2 separate regions of the Zea mays genome follow, and region 1 is linked to region 2. A link is a contact called in public Hi-C data. All regions are on one chromosome and are shown on one strand. Each heading gives the region's core, a stretch centred on a gene start, on an enhancer-like site or on the middle of the called end of the contact. The rest is flanking DNA. Distances are from core to core; before and after follow the strand shown.

What was found. A called contact is a pair of places that touch in the nucleus more often than the background predicts.
Region 1: a contact with region 2 is called in a Hi-C map of leaf, with 2.7 times the contacts expected there. The contact joins the promoter of LOC100281260 here to the promoter of LOC100274565 in region 2. A contact is called at or near these places in 5 of 25 Hi-C or Micro-C datasets (bundle sheath, leaf, seedling and 1 more).

What each region holds. Positions count from the first base shown.
Region 1 is chr3:193,573,771-193,580,398 of Zm-B73-REFERENCE-NAM-5.0, reverse strand. It overlaps LOC100281260 (disease resistance protein RGA4), which reads left to right and starts at 2,941. Exons shown (of 1, transcript NM_001154179.1): 1 at 2,941-4,464. The coding sequence starts at 3,068. The coding sequence ends at 4,303. It overlaps LOC100501828, which reads right to left and starts at 2,625. Exons shown (of 2, transcript NM_001196479.1): 1 at 2,303-2,625.
Region 2 is chr3:193,383,262-193,389,035 of Zm-B73-REFERENCE-NAM-5.0, reverse strand. LOC100274565 reads left to right here and starts at 1,652. Exons shown (of 2, transcript NM_001148920.1): 1 at 1,652-1,996; 2 at 3,141-4,315. The coding sequence starts at 1,735. The coding sequence ends at 4,054.

The DNA.
Region 1 (6,628 bases), core at 1,692-4,191, 190 kb before region 2:
GACTACACAATGAGCTGTTATACATTCACGCTATTGTAAGAAACTATTATTCCTCTAACATATCAACGAGCAACATACAAAGATCTAAGTTCGTCCTAGCCCTTCTTTGCTTTTACACGTTGCTTTTACACGAGAAGCCTCGTTAGGGCACGTACAACACGGTTGTAGGAGCCGTCTGTATTTAAAAAAAAACACCCTCGTGACCGCAATGCTATCGTCTCGTAAGGCGACAACCACAGCTCGTGCCTCGTGCCCCCAAGCTAGCAATACCGGAGACAACGTAACTCCAGCAATGTCCTCTAAAGAAATATTCTCTATCTTTTATAGTATACCCTAAAAGATTTCATACTCTATATTTTCTTCATCTCCAACAACGTTCTCTAAATTTCGTTCTCTATATCTCATCCTCCATATTCTTTGCAACCATATTAACTGAAATTATTTTCATCATTTTTTTATCGGATCAAATAAATTGATCGTTAGCATTTTACGAATTATTGCATACGTTCAACTATTTCGACAATATGGCAAAAAAAGGACCCCGATTAACATCATAATCAACACCTAGAGCAGACATCAACAGCACACCCGACCAATGACTACTGGAATTTCTGCATATGCAACCAAATTTCCAAATAAAAAGCATTCCTATGATAAATCATTTTCGCCAGTGCACTATCCTAACTTCATTCTATTCAAGACAACTGAATCACCAACTGATGGCTTGGTGATGGCACAAATTGGTGAGGACGAAGAGTAAAGCTATTTTCCATTGCTAAAGATTCTTGAACCCTTCATAGATACGAATCAATGTTGACCACTAAATTCATCCACAAAAATGGCTAGGAACACTTTACTGAATCCCTCATCGCACATGTACAGAATAGACATAATCTGAACAATGGCTAGGAACACTTGAGAAATGGTTAAATCTCACTTACGAAATGGATAAATCTATTCCATTAAATATGCAGCTAAATGATGAATCTTGTTTTGCCGTGAGGAGGAAGTGCGATGAGGGATTCAGATTAGGTCTGGAAGCAATCGAAGACAAATTGCTTGCCTGCGTGTCCAAAACCAGATTCGGTTTGAAAGCGACGACGTGGTTGACCACAACGTCTTCAACTTCAAGCACAGCGCCGCCAACCTCCAGCATGCGAAGCCGCTCCACACGCATCATCTTGAGCCCCGACAACATGAGCTACTGCGACTTGGTGTGGACAGATTGGTTGGGGAGTCGGGGGAGCGTGCGCGGCCAATGGAGGGGAAGCTGGGCCGGAGCGGGGAGAACACCTTGTCGTGTTGGAGCCGTACACCGGAGGGGATGTGCTGCACAGTGGGCGCGACGACGAGAGGGTTCCGAGCCGGTGCGGGAGACAACAGAAGACGACAGCGCGGGAGTGAACAACGGATAGCGAGCGAAAGCTAGCACGCTACAGATAGCGGACGACGAACGCACCCTAAATTTTACCGGAGGCTATAGCGGATCTTATTGGAGGCCTCAAAGACGCCTCGGTCTGCTATTTCTAGCGTACAGGTCGGTTTACCGAACCTTGTTGGAGATAGCCTAACAGACCAATATCATAAATGATATAATAATAGCTTGTATTATTCTTCACAAATTTAAAATCATGTGCCCAATGTAAATAGATAATTCATCTGTTTATATATATATATTTTCCAATATACATACAAACAACAACGGTTTTGTGGGCCGAACATGTCAAGCTTGAATTTCATTCTAGAATTATATAATCTAGCTTATGGATTATATAAGCATCTATTGATATGTTTATGGATATTATAACCTAGATATCTAGATTATAGAATCCACATAATAATATGTGTTGGTTGTTTATATATATTTAAACTAGATTATACTCCCTCCATCCAAAAATCTTCATCATCGGAGCCTCCCTCACCAAGACAAGGAAGCCTCTCCGTTTGCAAGGTTTCCATTTAATGGCCGCTGTAAACTTAATTACCTGGCATTGTTTTTGTTTTCCCAACGCAAGTATCCGTGACGGGAAGGATGGATCGAAGAGTCACGGGTGGCCGGAGATAAGATGAAAGTGTGGTCCTAGCTTATACGATGTAGATTCTTGTTTAAGAGCAAAAATACCAAAGCAGATCGAAGGGACTGAAATCCCTTTCTAATTTAAAGTTAAATATCAAAGATTTTAGCCCATTCAATTCTGTTCGGTATGTTTGAACAAACAGGAGGCCTGACTACGGCGGGGCATCGCCGGCCGGCGCAGGGAAAAAAACTGGAAGCACGCATGTGGCATAGCTGGTCGCGTACCTGGGTGAGGAGGCTGAGCAGGTGGCGCTTCCAGAGCTCGTTGTCTTCGGTGGAGAAGGCGGTGATGGTGTCCTGGCCGCCGAGTGGAGGAGGAGGAACGGTGCCCAGAAGGCCTGGACGCGGTGAGTGCGCTCGAAGGACTGTGGGTCCACGCCCTTGGGCACGCGCGTCTGGGAGAGGTACCCGAGCGCGTAGATGGCGATGGAGTCCGCGAGCAGGTAGGCCAACCATAGAAGCAGGCTCAGCACGGCGGAGACGTTACGCTTGCGGATGCCGGCGGAGAAGAGGAGGAACACCTGGAGGGCGAGGCTGGTGAGCACAAGCATGCGGATCTCCCACTCATTCCATGTTGTCAGGAAGCTGTCCATGTATGTCCAGTTCGCATCCATTGTTGATTCGCTGCCTGCCTCTGTCCTTTGCCTTTTTCTTGGGGAAGGAGGGTTTTGTTTAGTACATCCGAGATCAGTACAAACGAATCAAGTCGTCTCTGGGTCAACACTAGGCACTAGCGACTGGTGACCATCAACACTAGGCACTAGCGACTGGTGACCAACCGGCGACCGCCGATGTGGCCATGGCTTGTCCTCAGTCAGTCTCCGTTTACTGGCTACTAACTATTACGCGTTTTGCGCCCACTTGATTGAGCTGCTATGCAAAGTCACAATTCCCGGCGCTTGTCCGGAGAAACGCTGAATAATTGTCTCCTGTTTAGTCGTCTCTCTACAAGCCACACTCCTGAGGCTGAAGAGGAAGGCCGACGTCGCGATGGCCGTGGAAGTCGTCCAGTTTCTTGTGAAGAAGTTCGTGGATAGCTTCACCGAGGAGGCAGCGGACGCAGAGGCGGAGCTCCCTTTCCGCGCCCAATTCCACGACATGAGGACCGATCTGGAGAAGGCGGCCGTTTCTCCCGCCAACGCCGATGAGCTCCGGGAGTGCCTCTACGAACTCAACGACTTGCTCGCCGAGTGCCGCAGGCTCGCCAACCGGCCTAATCAGCAGCGCTGGTGCTTTGCCCAGTCCGACGCCTGGCGCTTCCCCAAGACCAAGAAGAGGGTGACCGCGGTCAGGCGCAGAGTCCTCGAGTGCGTCGAGAACGACTCCGGTGGCAACGCTGCGGCGTCGCAGGAGGACGCCGCCGCTGGGTTGGACCGCTGGACGACGTCTTGGCTCGAAGGGAGCAGGATCCATGGGTTTGACCAGCAGCTCGCGGAGCTGGAGTCCATGGCGTTCAGGGACTGCGGCGCGGGGAAGCTTAACGGCGTTGGCATCGTGGGCATGGGCGGCATCGGGAAGACCGTGCTCGCGCAGCTCCTGTTCAGCAGCCCGCGTGCGAAAGGCCGTTTCTTCCCCAGGATATGGATGTGCATGTCGCGCACCGCCTCTGCTGGAGCAGACAGACGCAAGGAAGTTTTGCAGGGGATGCTCATGGCTCTTGGACACGAGGAGGATGCCATCCTGTCCATGAACGGCAGCGATAGCCTGACAGAGCTGACGATCGCCGTCCACGAACAGCTCGAGGGGAAGAGGTTCCTCATAGTGTTCGACGACGTGTGGCACATCGATAGCTGGTACTCTGACGTTGTTGGCGTTGGCCCCCAGAACGCCATGCGGAGAGCCGACGACCTGTCTGTCTTATCAGAACGCCTCGCGTTCGCACTGCCCAAAGGGAGAGGTGGCCTGGTGATCGTCACCAGCCGGCTGGAGCAGGCGGCAGAGGCGATGGTGAGGAAGAGCTGCTTGTACCGTGTGCGGCCATTGGTGGACAGCGCGAGCTGGGCAATTTTCATGGATGTTGTTCTTTCCCAGCCCCAGGAGAAAAAGGCTGTCGATCTTGTCACTGTTAACCATATGAAACAGGAGATCCTTGAGACTTGTGGCGGGTTCCCATCGGCAGCCAAGACAATGGGAGACATCTTCGCAAGCAGCAGCGTTTCGCCACCTGCATCGACATCTACCAGCGAGGAACTCGGCAAGAGTGACCATATCATCACTGCTAGGTAACAGCGGAAGCCTGAAATAGGCAACACATATGTTGTGGTAGATCCGTTTGTAGAAGCGAGTAGTGACAAGTGGCTTCGAGAATCCTCGCCTGGTTGGAACACCGGACAAGTTTCCTGTTTATTCCTGTGAAATTAATAAACCGAGAAAATAAGCTGATTCATGTGAAATTCCTTCAAGATTCTAATGAAATTCCTGCGTTGCAGCAGTCTAAATGAATGCTTTCTACATAAACATAGCAGGAAAGGGGGTTATATGCACACATTAAGACAAGCTCAAATTTCTCAGTTCTGTAACATTACCCTCAATTTTCTCAGTTCTGTAACATTACCCTGATTATTGCTTGGGCTGCATTCTTTTTGCAAACGTAGTTTATTTGTCCATAATATTTAAAGTATGATGAGCTATTGTCAAAGAGTTGATCGGCGTCGGTTGAGATTGGAGAGTAACCATGGCGAAAGTGTGGTATTGTGCAACATGTCTTGGCGTACCATACGCCGGTATGGAGCATAGAGACGATGATCGATGGTGATGGCGAAGGTGAAGTCAAGCAGATTTATGCATATGGATCGGGAGCGATGAAGGACGAACGATGAGGCTTGAACCGAGGGACTAGAGAAGCCGAAGAACCAATTGTGATGGCTGACACCTGAGGAAGAATACATATAGGAGTAGACTATGTTGACCAAATATTGAACTGAGAGGTTTGAGAGGTTTCGAGAACCTCAAACTGGTCCGACGATGGTTAGTCAGACCATACACCCTTATAATACACTCTTGATGGCTATATCTGAGACAACTAGATCACTATGACCATTGAGTATCGTCGGACCGAGGCAGATGATCCAACGGCCAGGCATTGGGTAATCCAACGCCTGTGAGTTTAGCATAGAGTTATTTTAACAGATAGTTGGCCAATTGCGTTGTATAAATACATTTCAACTAGTCTATTCTCACTCTCTTGCCCATTTGATCAGTTAAAGAAACATTTTATAGTGTGAGAAAGAGCCTTTGCCAAGTGAGTATCCTAAGAGATGATAATCGTGTGATTAGCAGCCTCATTAGCGCATTGAAAGTAGCTAGTATACAACCATTGTTCTCATTAGCCTTGGATTATTCAAGTGAGAGTATGGTCTTGTTACACTTAGTGATCGGCTCACCAAACAGTCTGGTGGTGATTGGGAGTTCGATGATCACCTCGAGAGTTTGTGGGTGACTGAACTCGAGGCATACAAGGTTTTAGGCGGTTCACCATGATTTAATGGCAAAAACCCAACTAGTAGAGAGTACTTCGTCCTTGTGTGAATCAAGGGAGAATGACATCCTTTGTGGGTGCTTGAATAATGACTAGTGAAGAGTGTCAACCCTTCGATACCTTGTGAAAAACATCAAGATATTTCTATCCTTACATTACTTTGAGCATTTACTTTTGACCAATTACATTCAAGTATTTACATTGCTAGAATTGTCATGCTAGTCTAGGTTAGAACCTAGGAAGCTAAACTCTTGATCGTAAGGTGGAAACACTTATAGACACAATGGGTAAAGTGATCTTGTTGATAGGCTTTAATTTGTGCAAGAATTTTAGAGAAGCCTAATTCATCCTCCCTCTAAGGAATCTTGATTCTTTCAATTAGTATCAAAGCCTCATACTCATTGGATTAGGCTTCACCACCTAGAGTAAAGATGTTCGATTAGGCTTTCCATGTCTGAGGGAGACAATTTCTATATTAGAAAATTCATATGTAGGTATATATGGAGACTATTGATACTGGAGTATTTAGAGTCGTCACTCGAGGCCTCTAAAAAACTAAGGATCCCATCAATTTAATTAGTGATGAGATACAATACAAAAGGTATAATGCAAAAGCCAAATACAGACATGGTACTATTCACTGTCCTGTGTGCAACAGACATGTTACTATTCACTGTCCTATGTGCACCTGAGAGCACCTAGAGGGGGGTGAATAGGTGATCCTGTAAAAATCAACACTTGATTATAGAGAGATCAAAACCAAGGTGCTATGAATATAGAGAGAACCCTTCACTTGATTATTCCTTTAGAATGAGTATTGAACTGAGGAACAATAGCACAAGTGATTAAATGAGAACTCTAAGAAATCAATCACAATGAAAAGTGGCACAAGAGATGGTGATTTTATTTCGTAGTTCGGCCAATGCCTACTCCACGTTGTGGTGACCTCCTTTAGCCAAGGATTGCACTCAATCCCTCTCAAGTGATCCAAAGATCAACCTTGAGTACCACGGTTTTCTTCCTTGTAGCAGATGTTTTCCTTTGTGAGGAATCTTCACAAGTTGGAGCCTCTC
Region 2 (5,774 bases), core at 403-2,902:
CCGAGCATCTTCAACTTCAACCTCCAGACAGCCGACGCTGGAGTGGCCAGGGGCTCATGATAAGGCATTCAGTGACCGGAGAATCAAGCCGGCGCTTCAGTTGATACATTAATTAGCCATCTACATCAGCTTTCTGCAGCAAGACTAACAACTCTTCGGAACTTCACCGTCAATCACCATAAGACTACCCACAGCGCGTGGTGAGCATCGAGACGTCCACTGACACGTCCAGTATTCAACATCGTTCCAAAATCATACAATATGCAAGCATCGAAGTGGGGCCCGTTCAAAGATAAACAATGGCACATGCATTCACTTCTCTCGTCTGCGCATTTTCTCAGCACCAGAGTAACTGACAATCCTGGATGCCGGTGTTTTTTTTTACAAAATCTTTTCAATGCTATCCCAACTTATACTAATCCCTTCAATGCCATCAAATTTTATAGCTTTCCTTCAATACCATCAAATTTAAATTCTAGTATCTTAAATGCCATTGCCGTTAGTTTCAAACTAACACCGTTAGTTCTGTTTAAAGCAAATCTCTCCATTGCCATCAAAATCTATATCAATCCCTTCAATGTCACTAGAAATTGGTTTGATCTATTTGGATTTTAAAAATTCTAGAATAAATAAATATGGACCAATTCCACAATTTTTAAAAACTTTAGTACATATTTTTTTTGTAAACATCAAAAATTACTCCGCTACATCAGTTCGGTCTATTTGATTCCTAATATTTTTTTAAACTAACAACAAACACTAATGACAATAGAGGGAGATAAATTTAAAATCAATGTGGTATATTCGCGTTTCAAAAATTTTGGGTTCAATTATTTTTAATTTGAAAAATTTAAAACCCAAATATATCGAACCAATTTCTAGTGGCATTGAAGGGATCGGTATAGATTTTGATGACATTTGAGGGATTTGCTTTAAATATAACTAACGACGTTAGCTTCAAACTAACGGTGATGGCATTCAAAGGATTAAAATCTAAATTTGATGGTATTAAAGGGAAGCTATAAATTTTAATGAGATTGAAGGGATCAATATAAGTTTCAATGACATTGAAGGAATTTTCTCTTTTTTTTTCTCCAAGCATCGACAGGTGCAATTTGCAATCCGATCAAACTCTCTCTCTCTCTCTCTCACGTTTCAAGCATCACAAGTCTAACCATGAATCTACGGTGTTCTCAGCCATCATTTATTTATTGATAATAAAGTACAGGTTCGATGGCTAAAAAGTATGACATGGGGCCATTGGCTGTGGTAGTACTACGACCATGCTACACGTTGATTTTGCTGCCGACACGGAAACGAGTAGCAGGTAAACCTGCATCGAGCCATCGACGACGACGGGGAGCCAAGTAGTACGAGTAACAAACAATCCAATGGACGCGGCGAAATATTGGCACCCGGCAGCACACCCCCACCAATCCCGTGTCCCCACGATCCAGATCAGAAACGCAAAGGACAATCGACACGGACGCGACGCGAAGGCGACGCACCAGCACCACCTAAAATTCTAAAAAGGCAGGGCCGTTTCCCCGACCACCGCCCGACGAATCAGCGCGTCCGCTACAACGCCGGCGACCCCCGCCGGCGACGACCCACCAGGGCAGCGATCCACGCAGGCGAACAACGATGGGCGGCCGCAAGATCGCGCTGCTGGTGGGCATCAACTACCCGGGCACCAAGGCCGAGCTCAAGGGCTGCTACAACGACGTCGACCGCATGCGCCGCTGCCTTGTCGACCGCTTCGGCTTCGACGAGGCCGACATCCGGGTCCTCACCGACGCCGACCGATCCGCGCCGCAGCCCACGGGGGCTAACATCCGCCGCGCCCTCGCCCGCCTCGTCGGGGATGCCCGCCCCGGGGACTTCCTCTTCTTCCACTACAGCGGCCACGGCACGCGCCTGCCAGCCGAGACGGGGCAGCACGACGACACCGGCTACGACGAGTGCATCGTGCCCTGCGACATGAACCTCATCACAGGTGCGGTCGAGGGATCCATTAACCTTCTCCTCTGTGCTTCGTTTTCCCCTTGCAAAGTGCTACTCTGGAACTGGTAAAAACGACACGATCAGCATTTAGACGGATGCCTTGAGATGTGAATCTAAACGTGGAAGCAATTGGTCAACGCCTACCTGATGGCTGATGTGGATCTGTTCGCGTGTTTGTTCCAATCCAAACATTTGACATCGCTTTTGTAGTTTTGGTATCCTGTGATCTGGAAGCACGCGCTTAAGGCTGATGATTAGGCTTCCCCATTTGCTAGTGTCGCACAGCGGGAACTTTGTATAAGTCTGATCTGTCAATATCTTTAGTGGTTATACTATCTGATTGAATTTCAGGTATGACGACTGCTTTTCTTATGATGTTATAAACGTGTATAGCAAATTCATAGAGTACGTTAAATTGTGTGGAGGGGTTATATCTTAGACTTGGATTACATGGCCCAACGATAATATCTAGTAAAAAAGCTTTCACGATTTTGAGCATGCAAATTTACTTCGGTGAATGTATCTCCCAAGGTCCTTCAACTCCAGCTGATAGCACTCTAGTTGTTTATCTAATAGGTTTCCATTTGGAAACATGGTAGCAAATGGTAACGAGTCAGTTACATGGTTACTCAGATGACTTAATTAGCAGTGGAGGTTTTTTAGTTTAGCAAGTCATTTAGTTCCATCCAAGTGTAACTGAACATTGCTTCATTTCAATGGTCAAACGTCTTTACAGAAGGATGATGAAATTCAAGTTCCGCTACATAGGTTGCCAGAGTTTACCTGTTTTGCTAGTTGGTTTTAGGGCTGTGGTAGTGTGGTGCCCTGAGCTGTTTTAGTTGTTAGCCATGTCTAGGTGCAGTGGAGTTGCTAGTTGGGTCATTTTTCGACCAAGTGCAAGTGGTTATTGGTTGTCGGTAATTGTACCGAAGTCGTAGAAGTTACTATCTCTGTTCTCGAATATTTGTCGTCCGTTAGTTTATTTTTGAACTAAATCGCGACAAATAAAAAAGAACGGAGGGAGTATTTCGTTGGACAAAAGTAGCGGCAAAGCTTTTTTTCCTTCGTCTGATGCTTTTCTTTTGTCATTTTTCATGGAAAAAGTTCAGTGTCAAAATTCTTGTTTCAATCTGCAGATCAGGATTTCAGGGAACTCGTGCAGAAGGTCCCTGAAGGTTGCCTATTCACCATCGTCTCTGACTCATGCCATAGTGGTGGCCTGCTGGACAGTGCTAAGGAGCAGATAGGTAATAGCACCAAGCAGAATAAGACCCAGTCCCGTGAACCTGATGAGCCTCGTCATTCTGGTTCTGGCAGCGGCTTCCGGTCATTTCTCAAAGAGACTGTCCGCGATGTGTTCGAGTCTGAGGGGATTCACATCCCTCATAGTCGTCGCCATGGGGATGATGACCAGGACGACGGTTACGCACAGCCAACTGGAAATGGCCGCACCAAAAACCGCTCCCTGCCACTCTCGACCCTGATAGAGATGCTCAAGGAACAAACTGGAAAGGATGACATTGATGTGGGTTCTATCCGGATGACGCTGTTCAACATCTTTGGTGATGATGCCAGCCCAAAGATTAAGAAGTTCATGAAGGTCATGCTCGGAAAGTTCCACCAGGGCCAGTCAGGTGAGCAAGGCAGTGGTGGTGGTGGTGTCTTTGGCATGGTTGGTGCCCTTGCTCAGGAGTTCTTGAAGGCTAAGCTTGAAGGGAAGGAGGAAGAGGCTTTCAAACCTGCATTAGAGCAAGAGGTTCACAGTGTTGACGAGGTGTACGCCGGGAGTAAGGCCTGGGCACCAAACAATGGCATTCTGATCAGTGGGTGCCAGACTAACCAAACATCAGCGGATGCAACTACACCGCAGGGTGTCTCCTTTGGTGCTCTGAGCAATGCTATCCAAACCATTCTTGCAGACAAGCACGGGAAGGTGACGAATAAGGATCTCGTGATGAAAGCACGTGAGCTGCTGTCCAAGCAAGGGTACACTCAACAGCCTGGACTATACTGCAGCGATGAGCATGTTCATGTCGCTTTCATATGCTAAAACTTGGATTGTTACAGCGATTGCTTTCCTCCATCCTTTTGTGTTGATCGGTGCACCAGAGGTTGATGTTTTTCTTCCCATGTATGTTACAGCTATATTGTATCAGTGTTTGTTGCTTGAGGATATGTTTCAATGGACTATGTCAATATTGAAATAACTTTTGAGAAATGTTTCTATATATGAATAATATACACACTTGTATCATGATCTGTACCAACCTGTAAGCTACACTAAACATATCAGTTTTCCTACATTCCGTCGTCCCAGTAAACTTAGTCCTATAGATGTCCAATAAGCACGAGGCCCGCGAGCCCGACACGAAGCCCGCTGTTTGGGCCCGGTTCGAGCCCGGTACGACCCGGTTCTATGCGGGCCTAGGCTGGCCCGACACGAATAAGCGGGTCGGGCTCAGACAGAAAACTAGCCACGGTGGGCTAGCCCGGCATGGCCCGTTTACCTTTAAGCCCGTTAAGCCCGCTTTTTTTACACTAAAACGTGCTTACCGGCCCGCATAGCCCGTTTTTCAGCCCGCTTGTTTCGTGCTAAACGGGTCGACCCGGCCCGTTTAGGCCCGCTGCGGGCCGGGCTCGGACAGAAAATTGAGCCCGCGTGCTTAGAAGGCCCGGTCCGGTTTTCTAACCGTGCCTGGTGGGCCGGGCTTCATCGGGGCCGGACCGGGCGACCCGTTTGGCCATCTCTACTTAGTCCATGTCAATTCTTGTGATGGTTCTAGTCCGCTTGTCTACTTTCAGTTGTGTTCCTGCTTTTTTTAGGCCATTACTATTACTATTTCTCATGCGTGTTTTTTTATCATGGCTTGTTCGGTAGTTTTCAAGATCAGGTGATTGGGTTGATGAGAAATTTGACTTGTATGAGATTTAGAGCCTATTTGTTTCAGTTTTTTTGCTGATTCTAGCCACCAAGAGTTGTTACGGACTCTCAAACACTCGGCTTTTCAGCCAACTTCTATAAAAACCACTTTGTTGAAAATCATCCAAAATCAATGTTAACATACAATTGGTTGAGTCGTTGCGACAGGAGGGATACACCACTTCCTAGATCCTAAACCCTATGAACCCGGTCATCTTCCTCCACATGTTATCCTCATAATACTCAGATTCTCCACACATCTAGATTCTTAGAAAAGCTTGTCAGAAAAAAGCCAAAACAAATAGGCCCTTAATCTCCCTCGATCTCTTTGATTTGGGATCAACCGAACATGCCCTAAGTTAATATAAGACTGCATATGGCTGAGGTTGATTCTTGTTTGCTTCCTAACTTGGATTATGTGTGATTTAGTCTTCTCCCATACATCTAAGAAACCATATATGTAGAGATGTGTCGTGGTTTCGGAAACCGGGATGACAATAGATTTATGTTCGGTGGGGATGCAAACATGAACTCACTCTGAATGGTGAATCGTGGGGATTCGAGCTGTGGAACTGAGGCACAAGGGTTATACTGATTCAGGCCGAGGCTCTAGTTCAGTGTAGTGTTGATCGTAGTATTGCTTGAGGCGTTTAACAGCTTGTGTGCTTGTGTGTAGAAAGAAGGTTGACCAGCCCTTTTATAGAAAGAAGGTTGTCCAACCCTTTTATAGTTCAAGGGTGGACTCTACAGTTGGGACTCGTATTCTCCTTGGGGCACTTGGCTTGTAACCCCTGGGTTACTTTATCTCTCCTAGCGTCGTTCGTGCGAGCGTGTGCCGTCGTACTCCTAA